Linked DNA regions of Xenopus laevis: region 2 is linked to region 1. A link is a contact called in public Hi-C data. All regions are on one chromosome and are shown on one strand. The core of a region is the stretch at or near the end of the contact, and the rest is flanking DNA. Distances in the headings are between cores, read along the strand shown. Region 1 has its middle 71 kb from the start of slc38a10.S. Region 2 holds the start of bahcc1.S (BAH and coiled-coil domain-containing protein 1).

Region 1 (6,151 bases), core at 1,709-4,208:
TAAATGTGCCTCCCGATATAGAAAAACACAGCTGGAGAGTAAGCCATTGGATAGATCAACCCAATACTATCCAGTAAAAAGTGAAACTTGCATTGCAATTGGTTCAGGCATAGAAACCAGGAATGCAGAGCAGTGAAGCAAAACAAATCTCAATTTCAGCAGGCTTTGGTGCCTTTGATGACTCAGAATGTAGCAGCGTTCTTCCAGTGGCAAATAGTAATTATTTTGTTATTTTATAGTATAATTTATCATTATTTTTTTTGATGGGAACATAATCGTATCTTTTTTTAAATACTTTTTTATAGTGGTGTGCCTAAGCACATCTTATGGATTTTAGCTTTTGGCTGACTTTAACAGTAAAAAATGGCTTAGTATAAACTAAAAGAAAAGCTTGGTCTTTAGAACACACATCATCGATCGAATAGGAAAAGTTAAACAAACTTTGTTGTATTTAAATCTTGTGCTGACACACCGAACATACCAAATAGTGAGCAGTGCAATGTAAAGGTATAAGATTTGTTATACAGAAATCCATTATCCAGAATGTTCCAGAAGGCCATCTCATACAGACTCTATACTCCATTTTAATCAAATAATTGAACATTTTTCAAATGATTCCCTTTTCTCTATAATAATAAAACATTACCTTTATCCAAACCAAGATATAATTAATCCTTACTCTAGGCAAAACAATCCTATTGGGTTTATTTAAGGTTTAAATATTTTATAGTAACCTTTAAGTAGGTCCTGAGCATTCTGGATAAAAGAAGGTAGTTCTGAATGCAAGTGTGTGTATGGATTTCTGTAGGGAAGCGCGAATAGACACGAAAAGCCTAGTGCAGTAACCTCTATAAAAATAAAGTGCACATGATGCAACATACCTTTACAGAGTAAAGTGTAAAGTATAACTATTTGATTAAATGAAAATTTTCTTCAAACGTGCAGGCGAGTGGTGTCCTTTTAACGGCTAGATCACCTAAGTGTGTGTATGTGTTTCGGTGCTTATTATTGGAGTCTGCTCGATAGGCGGAGATGACCCAAATGTATCTGTTTTTATTGATTTAATGAATGTAGTGAATGACTGTAGACATGTCTGCAATGAGATTCAAAACAGGCCCTGGCACATCAATTACACAAAGGCTCAAACAGCCCCACATAGATTCAATATAACACAACAGTCTATGGCTTCTTAATGGATCTGGCATTTGCCACAGTATCCAGGTTGCCTGTCTGGACCTGACTGTTGGCTATTTTGTCAGAGAGGTGCCAACTGTCTCAAGCATATTACCTCTTTTTAATTGTCCAGAACATATAAAATGAATCTACATGTCCCTTCTCATTCTAGAATATAGCTATTTCATAAACTACATAATACATGCAAAACAGCCTATCTTTTGTGTTCAGATATGAAATGTTAGCCCTCAGTTTATAATTTCTACTGGATGTAAGTCTCCTGCTATATACGGCAATGCACTCACCTTTTATAAATAAATGATCGTTACTGGCTGCTATTATACTGTTTTGCTAATAATTATTTGCTAATAATAACTAACTATAGTATTGTATTAATACATTACTTACAGCCCATTTTGTAAAACCCATTAGGCGCAGCTCTTAGTATTTGTATTTATGAATTACGATCTAACAGGACACATGGTACTTTAAACAGCTGTACAGGTATCGGATCTGTTATTGAGAAAGCTCCAAATTATGGAATGGCTCCCATAGACTCCATTTTAATCAAATAATTACGTTTTTTTAAAGTTTTTTTTTTCTACTTTCTAATTGATCCCACCTAAAGTCTAATGAATTAATATTGGAGTCAAAACTATTTCACTGGATTCAAATAATGCTTAAATATTTTTTTTTAGCAGATGTAAGGTATGGAGATCCAAATTACAGAAAGACCTCTTTTTTTTTTTTTTTAGAAAGATCCAGAGCATTCTGAACAGTTGGTCCCTTACATGCAATACAATGTGGTACATAAAGCAACACAATGATAAAGCTACATACCAATTTCAGCAAACAGAGGTTATGGATGGAGCACATAAGATGCAATCTCTGCCGCAAATAATTATTTATTTATTATTTGATGCAATAAATATTTGCGGCAGAGACTGTGTCTTATGTGCTCCATCCATACCTCTGTTTACTGAAATTGTCTATGGGTCTTCTGGTGTGGCCTGACTGGAGAGTGAGCACGATACACAAGTGAAGGTGACTGAACGAATTTGCTGAAAGTTAAAGCAAATAAAGATTACTTGGGACTCTTTTATGCCTTCTTCTTACACATCCAAGTCCAACCTTATTCTCTCATTTTAAATAGAAAATAAGTATATACAAATGTTTTACCAATTTGCCCTATAACTGACACAAGTGCAGCAAGATGACAATAGAAATATGTGTACTATCCAGGCAGCCACACATATTCATTCAGCAGGAAGTAAACAGCAAGGCTGCACGTTTCGGACAGGCTCGGGTTAATAGGCAGTACCAGATGAAACAGGGGCGTTGCCAGGATTCTGTTTACCGAGTCTCTGTAGAACGGCTGTTCCATGCCCTTTCCCCCTCCCCGTCAGGCTAGATCAGCCAGTGCTTTCCCCCTCCCCGAGCAGGATCCAGAGCATCTCCCGAGCAGAAGAGGGCAATGTAGCAGCAGTAGTAGCGGCGGGCAGTCCGGTGAGCATTGTGCCTAGAGGAAGCAGGGATCGCCCCCACACCGCCCGCTCATGGTCTGACCTGCAGCATCTGCAACACATCAGCTTTCTATTTCCCGTCCTGTTTGCACGAAGCAAGCGCAGAAGTCAAAAGCCAGGCCCCCTGCCCCAGTGCCCGGTAAAGAGCAATTTCCAGGGATGTTGCTCAGCGGTTTTCGCAAAGGATAGAGAATCTCTACCCAGGAAATGGAAATGCCTTTGGGTTGCCAGGTCTATGGGGTTTCCCTCGGATTGGGGGAGGGACGCGCAAGGACCAATTTGCAAGAACAATAAGAGGTTCATCTGCTAGCGCAGGGAGGAGGGGGCAATCATGTTGGAATACCCATCCCCCCACCATGAATTCTTCAGTGCCAACTCTGGGATGAAAAAAGCTCTCAAGCTAATGGCTCTTAAAAGAACTGGAGCTCCCCAAAAACTTCTCATTGGGGGGGAGGGGGGCAGGGACAAGATACAGGTAGGTAACTAAGACAAGGAGGCCACTGTTTCTAATAAAGCTGTGATAGGTTTAAACACTGGCTAGACTTCAGGTAGGCGTGTGTTACTTATAAAAAAGAGCAGCATTGCGGCGGTTAAAGGGGATCTCCACCCCAAAAAAAAACGGTGTTTATTGCATAATGAAAGAAATTGTAATTCAAAGCAACATTCCAGTATCCATTAATTACAGATTTTCAATGGTTTATGTAATTGTAAGGGGAGTAGTCTTCAATATGTTTGTACTATAAAAAAATATATAGGATCATCATTCATCCCTGATTGCTTTCTGGATACAATACAGCAAATCCCTTTTCCTCGAGCTCTGTTCTTTAGCTGCTTTTGCAACAATGTTTGTGTCGGAACCAAAGCATAGACTATAAACAGGCTTTCAATACTGATTTACAACTGAAATTTGTAATGGTTGCATATTGGAAACTTGCTTAGAATTATTTTTCTCTTCATTATGCAAAACAAAAAAGGCTTTTGGATTGAGGAACCCTCCAAGGACAGCGTTTAGACAAATAGAAGACCATAACATACACTGAAATCTGCACTCCTTTTAAAACCACCTTTTTTCAGTAGGAAATGCAGCAGCTCTGTTGCATTGCCCGTACACACACATCTGAATTTGTGTGCAACATATGTGCCTCCAAATAGTACATTAAAGAAAACTTTTTTTTTTCTCTGATCCATTTTATTATTTTAAATGCCAAATTCATGTAGAGGATATTTCAAGACACTGAAATGTTTATTTTGTTAAGCAATCAGGAAATAAAATATCAGTCTTAGAACATGAATATATATTTTTAACCAGATACTTGTTCCTGGCTGAGCCAGAAATAATTTGTAAACAAAGACTAATTAGCTGCAGAAACACCCGTGTCCTGCTTCATTGCGATTGCTGGGTTTGCAACAGCTCTGTGTATGTAGCACGCATATATCTTCCCTCACCAGAGTAGTCATATATTTGTGGGTTGCAAAGCAAAATAAAGCAGGGTTGCTTAAAGTCTGTTTTGGGAAGTTCTTTTAAATATATATATATTTTAACTAAATTAATATTTTAATTGCACATTCCTAGGGTACTTAGAAATAGAAAGAAATACCCTGCCTAGACACTTTATTTTGATACATATAACATATTTTTTTTAATTTAATGCAACACCAATTGCTGCAATAATTTTGTTTTTTTTAAAAAAAGAGTGGGTTATATAGTAGTTGAAATAGAATAAACATTTAATTTGCCCTGTTCTCACAAGTAAACGCAAGCTTTGTTTGAAAACAGTGGTGAGATATAAATGTAGTCTTGTCTGTTAATAAATTACCATTATAAAGAGATTTAAATGTTAACATTATTGCATGCTCATGGCAGTATATATTAAACAGTTAAGAAATAAATAATCCACAGATCTCAAATTTTTCCACAATCCCAATGGGCAGATTTATCAACAGTTGAATTTCGAATTTGAAAAACGTCAATTCAAAAAGACCAACCAAAATGAAATCGAAATTTTTTTTGTCCGAATAGGTCTATTTTTGATCAAATTTGAATCGTATCAATCAAAGTAATAGTCCACCCTTTGACTCCAAATAGGTTTTTGGAGGTCCCCCATAGGCTAAAACAGCAATTGGGCATGTTTTAGATGGTGAATGGTCAGTCTAATTTTTAAAGAGACCGTATATGATAAATTTCAAAATTCAAATTTTTTTTTAAAATTTGAATTTAATTTGGACTATTCCCTAGTCGAAGTACACAAAAATTAGCTAGAAATTTGAACTTTTAAATTTGAATTTTCACTTCGACCTTTCATCTGCCCCCAAACATTTTCCTTTTTTAGTCTTTGTAGATAATTCTTTTTCACCCTTTGATAATTATTCATCTAATTAACATGCAAGTTAGCACTATACAATGCTTTTCTATAGGAATGTACATTCAGTCATACACAGTGGCCTATCCTTTGTGCTATGTACACAATAAAATTTAAAAACACAATATATAAATAAAACAATTATATATTTCTTGTATGATAACTGTTGTATTTTTTTTCTGCTATTCTGAGAAGTACATTTGCAAAGAATTGTGTTCAGCCTGGTTAAATTAACTAAAGGTATTTTATTATAAAAGGGTTGCCCTTTAACATTAAATATACGAAAAATTCATCCACACATGAATCGGTTATACCAATTTTTATTTTTTGTTATTATAAAAGGGTTGCCCTGTAACATTAAATAAAGAAAAATTAATCCAAATATCTTTAATATCTTTTTCTCCACAACTGATGTTTTTTTTGCATTCATCCAATATCTTATTAACCCAGTTAGGGCTTGGTATTTAACCATATCTTTTATGGAGGAAATTTGGTGAATCGAAAAATTTATAGATCCAATGCATCCCTCATAAATATATTGTTTGAGCACATATAAAATGTGTCACAGACACGATAGGAAGGCTAAGTGGCGTGCTTTATCTCAGGTTTATGAATTTTACTCTAGTAATATAAAATTTAAAAAAAAAATTATATGCAGAACAGGCAAAAGTGAAACTCATTCATCTGAATGTATGAATATTTAAGAAGGGTATTTATGGGAGAGGCACAGTGAGATTTTAAAAAGGATTTTTTTCAGTTCACAGAAATTCTGTGTCAAACCTCAATAAAAATACATTGTCACAAAAACAAATATTTGTTTGTCGTGTTATTTAACAATAAATAAAGGAAAGACATATTATGTATGTGTCAGCACAGACATGCGGGTTCTGTTTTGTAAAATGCAAGTCGTAAGAGCAAATATTTGTTTTGTATTTGTTTTTGCTGAAGCAGCTTCGTGGCTAAAACATGGTGTTTCAGGGATAATCAGCCAGAAATGTGTATAACGGATCTTATCATCCACTACTAATTTATTTTATTTAGATGACTAGATTCCCTTTTCTGAAATCGCTAACCTTTCTGGCCACGTCTGGTCGC
Region 2 (6,422 bases), core at 3,061-5,560, 150 kb before region 1:
CTCAACTACAAGATGATTAAGTTGAGGGGGCCAGTATATGCAGCAAGACAGGATTAGTAGCAAGTCCCCAGACGTAAAAAAAAAATATATAAGTGGCCCCAGCTCAGTTTCCAGCCTTATTTTTTTTTATATATATAAAATACTGTACAGTTGCAAGAATAAGTAACACGTGCTAATAGAATGTTCATTTTCTAATAGTCTGCATAAGGCTAGAAAACAGTACTACGCTTAGGCTGTTTGGGACACAAAATTAAGATACAAAAATGGTTGTGTGTTGCATTATCACTAAATAAAATTCGTTTTCCTCTAAAGAAAAACTAATCTGTTCTTATCAAATTTATGAAACTATAAATAAATAGAAATAAAGGATTGTGGCAAAAAAGGCCAGCATTCACTCTTTAACCCTGAGCCGTCCTAATAGGATTTGTGCTTCCTAGCTGCCGCCTGGGCAGTACTCCTAAATAAATCTTCTTTACGCGCATAGAGAAGCTCTTCTATAAACATTATAGATACTGAACATATAATATGTGTGTGGCCTGTGTGTAAGTCCTCGATGCATAAATAGAAAAAATATACTGCTATTGACAACAGGTAATATTTATATATACATAGATTAATATATTGTGGATAAATAATACATATCTTAAACCTCTTGGTTCTCTTTATTAAATTACTCTAAAAATAGTCTAATCTTTAACCAAGTCACAGTAACTGACAAATCTGCCTAAACTAATACCACACAAAACAATTGTAACTCTCCTCTTCAATACGGAACACATGGTTTAAACATTCACAGCTCAAGTTGGAAAAATATGTGACCCTCTCTAGCTAATGACTTCTCCAAAAGCTAATTGGAGTCATGTGTTCCAATCAAGGAGATGAGACTGGAGGTGCCCTGACTCAAAAAAGAAAACAAATAGAAAAAGGATTAAATAAAAATCGTTTGGGTTCTGACAGAATTTAGTCGAGGGGTAAGCTGAGTGAGAAATATCGGAGGAGATGTACAAAAATTGGAAAAAGGCTACAAATAAGCATTACTAAAGGTCTGGGTGTTCATCAATCTACAGTAAGACAAAATTACTACAAATAGAGTACATTATGTCCTGTAGCTGATCTGATCTCCCTAGAAGATCAAAAACAGAGTGCACTGCTGAAAGAGGTGAAAAAGGAACCCTAGGGTAACCTGCATGAAGGTCTGTTCAGTAATAAGCTCTAATGAGCAAGCCCCTCTTTACCTCCAGTATCAATCAGTATTCGCATGCAACCTTGAAAGTGCCATTTTATTGTACCGCTCTGCGGAATATGATGGCACCCAAATAAAATATAGATCCCCCCAATTGCTGTTCATCTCGAGTTTGGTGTCCGCAATTAAGACAAAATTTATATTCTAAAGCATGAAGGCTATGTTTGGAGGAAATAAAGCACTGCTCTGCAATCCCATATATATCATCCCAGCCTTCAGCATGGTGGGGGTGGCTCAAACCGAAAGCAAAAGCCAACAGTTCCTCCTTACGCAGTATCTCAACTAATGTTACAAAGATAAGACTTGTAAGGGAATATACATATTTCAAATAATCATCTTAACCTAAAATGTATAAATACTCGTACTATATTAACCCTATCCCTTACACACAAATATTCTCCTCTTTTTCGAGGTTATTTCACATTGCTTTCTATGCCTCTGCCATAGTATTATTTGTATACAAATAAAAGCAGGCGTCTACCAAAAATAAGATTTTAATATGCTAGATCAAATGTAAAGGTCGCGGTAAATTTGGAGCAAAAATCCTCCTGAAAATGACACTGCAAATTTGTTCTATAGAATTCTCACTTCGGACTCCTTTGCTAAGCGAATAGTCAATGCCTTTAATTAAAAATCGTTAAGAAAAAAAAAAAATTATTTTATTTTCTACAAAAGCAATATAAATTTCGACTCTGGATTTAAATGTAGACAATCAATGCGAAATGGAAAAAAACGACCTTGTTTGTGCTGATTAATTGACTTAATAGAAAAATCTTCATTTGAAATAGAAAAGGAAGCCGTCCCTGACCATTGTTCTTTCAATGTAAAACAAACATACATTTTAACAAATGTATCATATATTCTATACACGAATGACAATGAAAAAAAAAACAAAAAAAAAAAAAACAGTTACTATTGCTAATATTACTATTTCTACTATGGATACTGAAAAATATAGTTTATAATAAACCAATAATTAAAATCTCTAAAAACCTACAATATCTTATTTCTAACGGAACACTTTATTTAAAGGTGATTGATCTGTTTCTAACTGAATTAAAGTTATTTCCTTTAAGCCCTTTCATATATAGAAAAACGTGTTAAATTAAATGTCCATTCCAGAAATGTTCCAATGTGTTTTCCAATATTCCTAATTAGCTGCAGGGATTCGAACCGAAAAAGTGTTGCTTTTTACCCATATAGCTGAAGATAGGGGCCATTTCTAAAGTAATATTACTATTTATCTAATATAATCGAATATAAGTGGAGTGTATTTAATTTTTTTTTTTTGGGTATAAGATTGAAGAACGATGTATAACCGATAAGTAAAAAAAAAAAAAAATAAGAAAAATGCAAACAATTTAGAGCAAACCTACCTAGGAGTGATGTCCTGGCTCATTTCTATGCAATCCCAGGGAGAATGGAGCTCAGGCAGCACAGAGCATAGAGTAGGGTGGAGAAATAATTTCCTGTTCTAGCAGATCCCTCACTTGGTGCTTTTATTGCTCTTGGGAAAGGGGAAGTTACTTGATTGCTGGCTCCTATTTGGACTGCGCGGTCCCTGTACAGATCCTTTGTGCTAGCTTCTCACTTATCGATATTATTATGGTGATTCTAATAAATAGGATTATGGGCTCCAGCTCTTGGATCCCTAGCTGCCTGGAGCAAATCCATTGAATTAAAGGCCAGGCTGCTGGTAGCTGGATAATCACAAATTTATGGCTGTGTGACGTCTCTCTTCTCCCACAATGGAGTTCCAGTGACATTAAACAGAAAATTGATGAGAGAGAAACGAAATGTAATCTCTTCTGCCCTAACCAGATATTTAAATGATGTTTCTCCCCTTCCAAATTTAACCCCAGCGGTGCCAAGCCCTTGACTCTCCCATCCGCCGGTCTGGCAGGAGTTAAAGCGGGTCCTATTGTTTCTTGCTGCACCATTGCCCTTCCCCCTCCCCCAGGCGGAATGCGCGTCCCTAACAAATACACAAATGGGGCTTTTAGGCGAAACAGAATTTTTATTCCTTTCAGCACTTACCTTTATTACATATATTTCCCAGGGAAGGAAAAAGGAGCCCGCCCACCACAGATTGGGATCCCCCTCACCCCACCCTCCCCAACATGCCGGATCCCAGCAGGATCTCCCGGGCATTCACGCTCTGGGGCTGGGGAGAGCACCCATTCCTGGGAAGAAGCATTTAGAACTAAGGCCCTGCAGGAACTCCGCAGCCCCAAGCAGCACTCAGTCCTCGCCAATTTCCTCTGGGCAGCACATCCGCAGTGCATCTTGTGCAATCCGTCACCCTCTCCCTCAAAGTCCGATGCTCGGCGAACAAGCAGATACGTCTCTTAAAGGAGCCGCGTGCAATTCCGCTCCCGGGGCTGCCATTGTCCTCCATGCCTGCCAGGCACCGCCCCAGGTATTGACGTGTTAGGTACCGCCCTCTGACTGCCTGAGCTGTGCGAGGAGCTGTATAAGTGCCACGTATAGAGACTTACACGGCGCTTTTTAATCCAGTCAGCGCAGAAGCCCAGTTGTATTTAAGTACAATCGCTGCACTTCATACTCATGGACTACTAGGATTTGGCCTTTCCATCCGCAAAAACATTTGCACGGCATTCCAAGGGAACTTTCTAGCGAAGATAATCGAATTTAGATTGCAGTCCCTTGTCATTATACGATGCCCTGTTTTTGTGCTGCAATTTAATCCCTTTTAATTGCCCGATTTGGGGAATTTCTATCATATCCCATTTCTGGAATTCTAGGAGAGAACAGGAAAATGTGGCCACAAGCCCAATACTGCCTGGAAACAATTTTTGCAACCCACATTTTTAGCCATATGACTTGCTAACCACCATTAAACGGGAAGTGATGTTGCTTGCTGCACACTGTGGTGGTCACATGAGGGTGCTTGCTGGTGGTTGCACCACTGTTTGCTGGGTGGATGGCATTGATTTATCAGGTCTATGGGTGAAAAACAAACATGGCAGCTCACACTCAAGTTAATGATAATATACTCAAAATACATATGCCTGTCAAAATTCTACTATGTGCAGAACAAAGCCATCTTTAGCAATCCATTTATAGAAAAAGTATTAATGTTATATAGTACGGTTACATAGTAACTTAGGTTGAAAAAATACACATTCATCAAGTTCAACCTTTTTAGACTATATATGACCTGCCTAACTGCTAGTTGATCCAGAGAAAGGCAAAAAAAAAAAACTAATTTGAAGCCACTTGAGTCAGAGGGGGAAAAAAATATTTTCTGACTCCAAGACAGCAATTGGAACTAGTCAATGCATCAACCTGCACTATGTTCTATCTTCCATAACCCTGTATTCCCTCCTTTGCTAAAAAGCCACCTAACCCCTTCTTAAAGCTATCTAATGTACCAGCCTGTACTATTGCTTCAGGGAGAGAATTCCATATCTTCATAGTTCTAACTGTAAAAAAACCCTTGCGAATATTTAGCCTGGAACCTCTTTTCTTTTAATTGGAATGGGTGACAGTTGGAAAGATTTACTGGTAAATAAAGCATTAGAGATACTTTTTATCCCCTTATATAAAGTCATATGAAAAAGTTTGGGAACCCCTCTCAGTCTGCATAATAATTTACTCCACTTTCAACAAAAAAAGATAACAGTGGTATGTCTTTCATTTCCCAGGAACATCTGAGTACTGGGGTGTTTTCTGAACAAAGATTTTTAGTAAAGCAGTATTCAGTTGTATGAAAAACTGGCTCTGCAAAAATTTGGGTACCCTTGTAATTTTGATAATTTGAATGCATGTAACTGCTCAATACTCTGCTTGTTAAGACTTGAATTTCATAGGCAGGTGTGTCCAATCATGAGAAAAGGTATTTAAGGTGGCCAATTGCAAGTTTTGCTTCTGTTTAACACTCCTCTGAAGAGTGACAACATGGGATTCTCAAAGAAACACTCAAAACATCTGAAAACAAAGATTGTTCAGTATCATGGTTTAGGGGAAGGCTACAAAAAGCTATCTCTGAGGTTTAAACTGTCAGTTTCAACTGTAAGGAATGTAATCAGGAAATGGAAAGCCACAGGCACAGTTGGGTCTGGCTGGTCAGGAAAAATACAGGAGCGGCATAGGCAGAGGATTGTGAGACAACCCAAAGATCACCTCCAAAGACCTGCAAGAACATTTTGCTGGAGATGGTGTATCTGTACATCATTCTACAATTCAGCGCAATTTGCACAAAGAACATCTGTATGGCAGGGTGATGAGAATAAGCCCTTTCTGCCCTCACGCCACAAACAGAGTTGCTTGTACGCAAAAGCCACAATCATTTTGTAACAAAGTGCCTGCTACCTACTGTCAAATTTGATGGAGGTTCCATCATGCTGTGGGGCTGTGTAGCTAGTTCAGGGACTGGGGTCCTTGTTAAAGTCGAGAGTCGGATGAATTCAACCCAATATGAACAAATCGTTCAAGATAATGTTCAAGTATCAGTCACAAAGTTGAAGTTACGCAGGGGTTGGATATTACAACAAAACAATGAACCTAAACACACTTCAAAACCTACAAAGGCATTTATGCAGAGGGAGTAGTACAATATTCTGAAATGGCCGTCACAGTCCCCCTGTCATGTTCAGCACCCTAAATCCAGAACCAGTGCAAGGCTCCCTGGTCTCGGCTCTTGCTTCTGCTTTTAACAGCCACCTTTCAATTCGGGAGGAGCCCTCAGCTAATTGGATGCCGCCGGGTCTTAATAAGAGAGGAACCAAGCAAAGGGTTCTGGATGAGCAAAGGGGCACAATCGTTTTACCAAGGATATTGGATGGAAAGCGTAGTCAGGCAGTCGGGGCTAGCACAAGCAGAGCGCGCCATAGGAAAGCCGGCACTGGAAGGAGACGGAACCATGCAGCAGGTGTCCACGCCGGCCACTAGACCACCAGGTTAAACAGTCCTCGCGGACCTTACATTACACCCCCCTCGAGGAGGGGCCACCGGGCCCTTTACCAACCCTGGAGTAGGACATGATTGCTTGTGGACCTGTACAGCAGATTTTAACATGGAAACATGAAACAGGTTAGATAACTTAAACATGTCAGGCAGCTTGAGACAGACAGAGGTAGGGTTAACAATCTCCGCAACAGGATATGGACCAATAAACCTGGGCCCCTGCTTAAGAAATGGAATTTTAAGCTTGATA

Evidence for each region. Hi-C and Micro-C count contacts between places; a contact is called where the count stands out from the background.
Region 2: a contact with region 1 is called in a Hi-C map of the XTC cell line, with 5 times the contacts expected there. The contact joins the promoter of bahcc1.S here to the enhancer-like site in region 1. A contact is called at or near these places in 2 of 4 Hi-C or Micro-C datasets (the XL177 cell line and the XTC cell line).

Annotation. Positions count from the first base shown.
Region 1 is chr9_10S:23,366,523-23,372,673 of Xenopus_laevis_v10.1, reverse strand. No RefSeq gene overlaps it. Among protein-coding and RNA genes, the nearest start is that of slc38a10.S, 71 kb to the right of the region's middle. Within about 2 kb of position 2,958, at least 7 of the 7 cell types and tissues checked have an H3K27ac peak or open chromatin away from gene starts, as enhancers often do.
Region 2 is chr9_10S:23,520,016-23,526,437 of Xenopus_laevis_v10.1, reverse strand. bahcc1.S (BAH and coiled-coil domain-containing protein 1) reads right to left here and starts at 4,310. Exons shown (of 28, transcript XM_018238333.2): 1 at 2,620-4,310.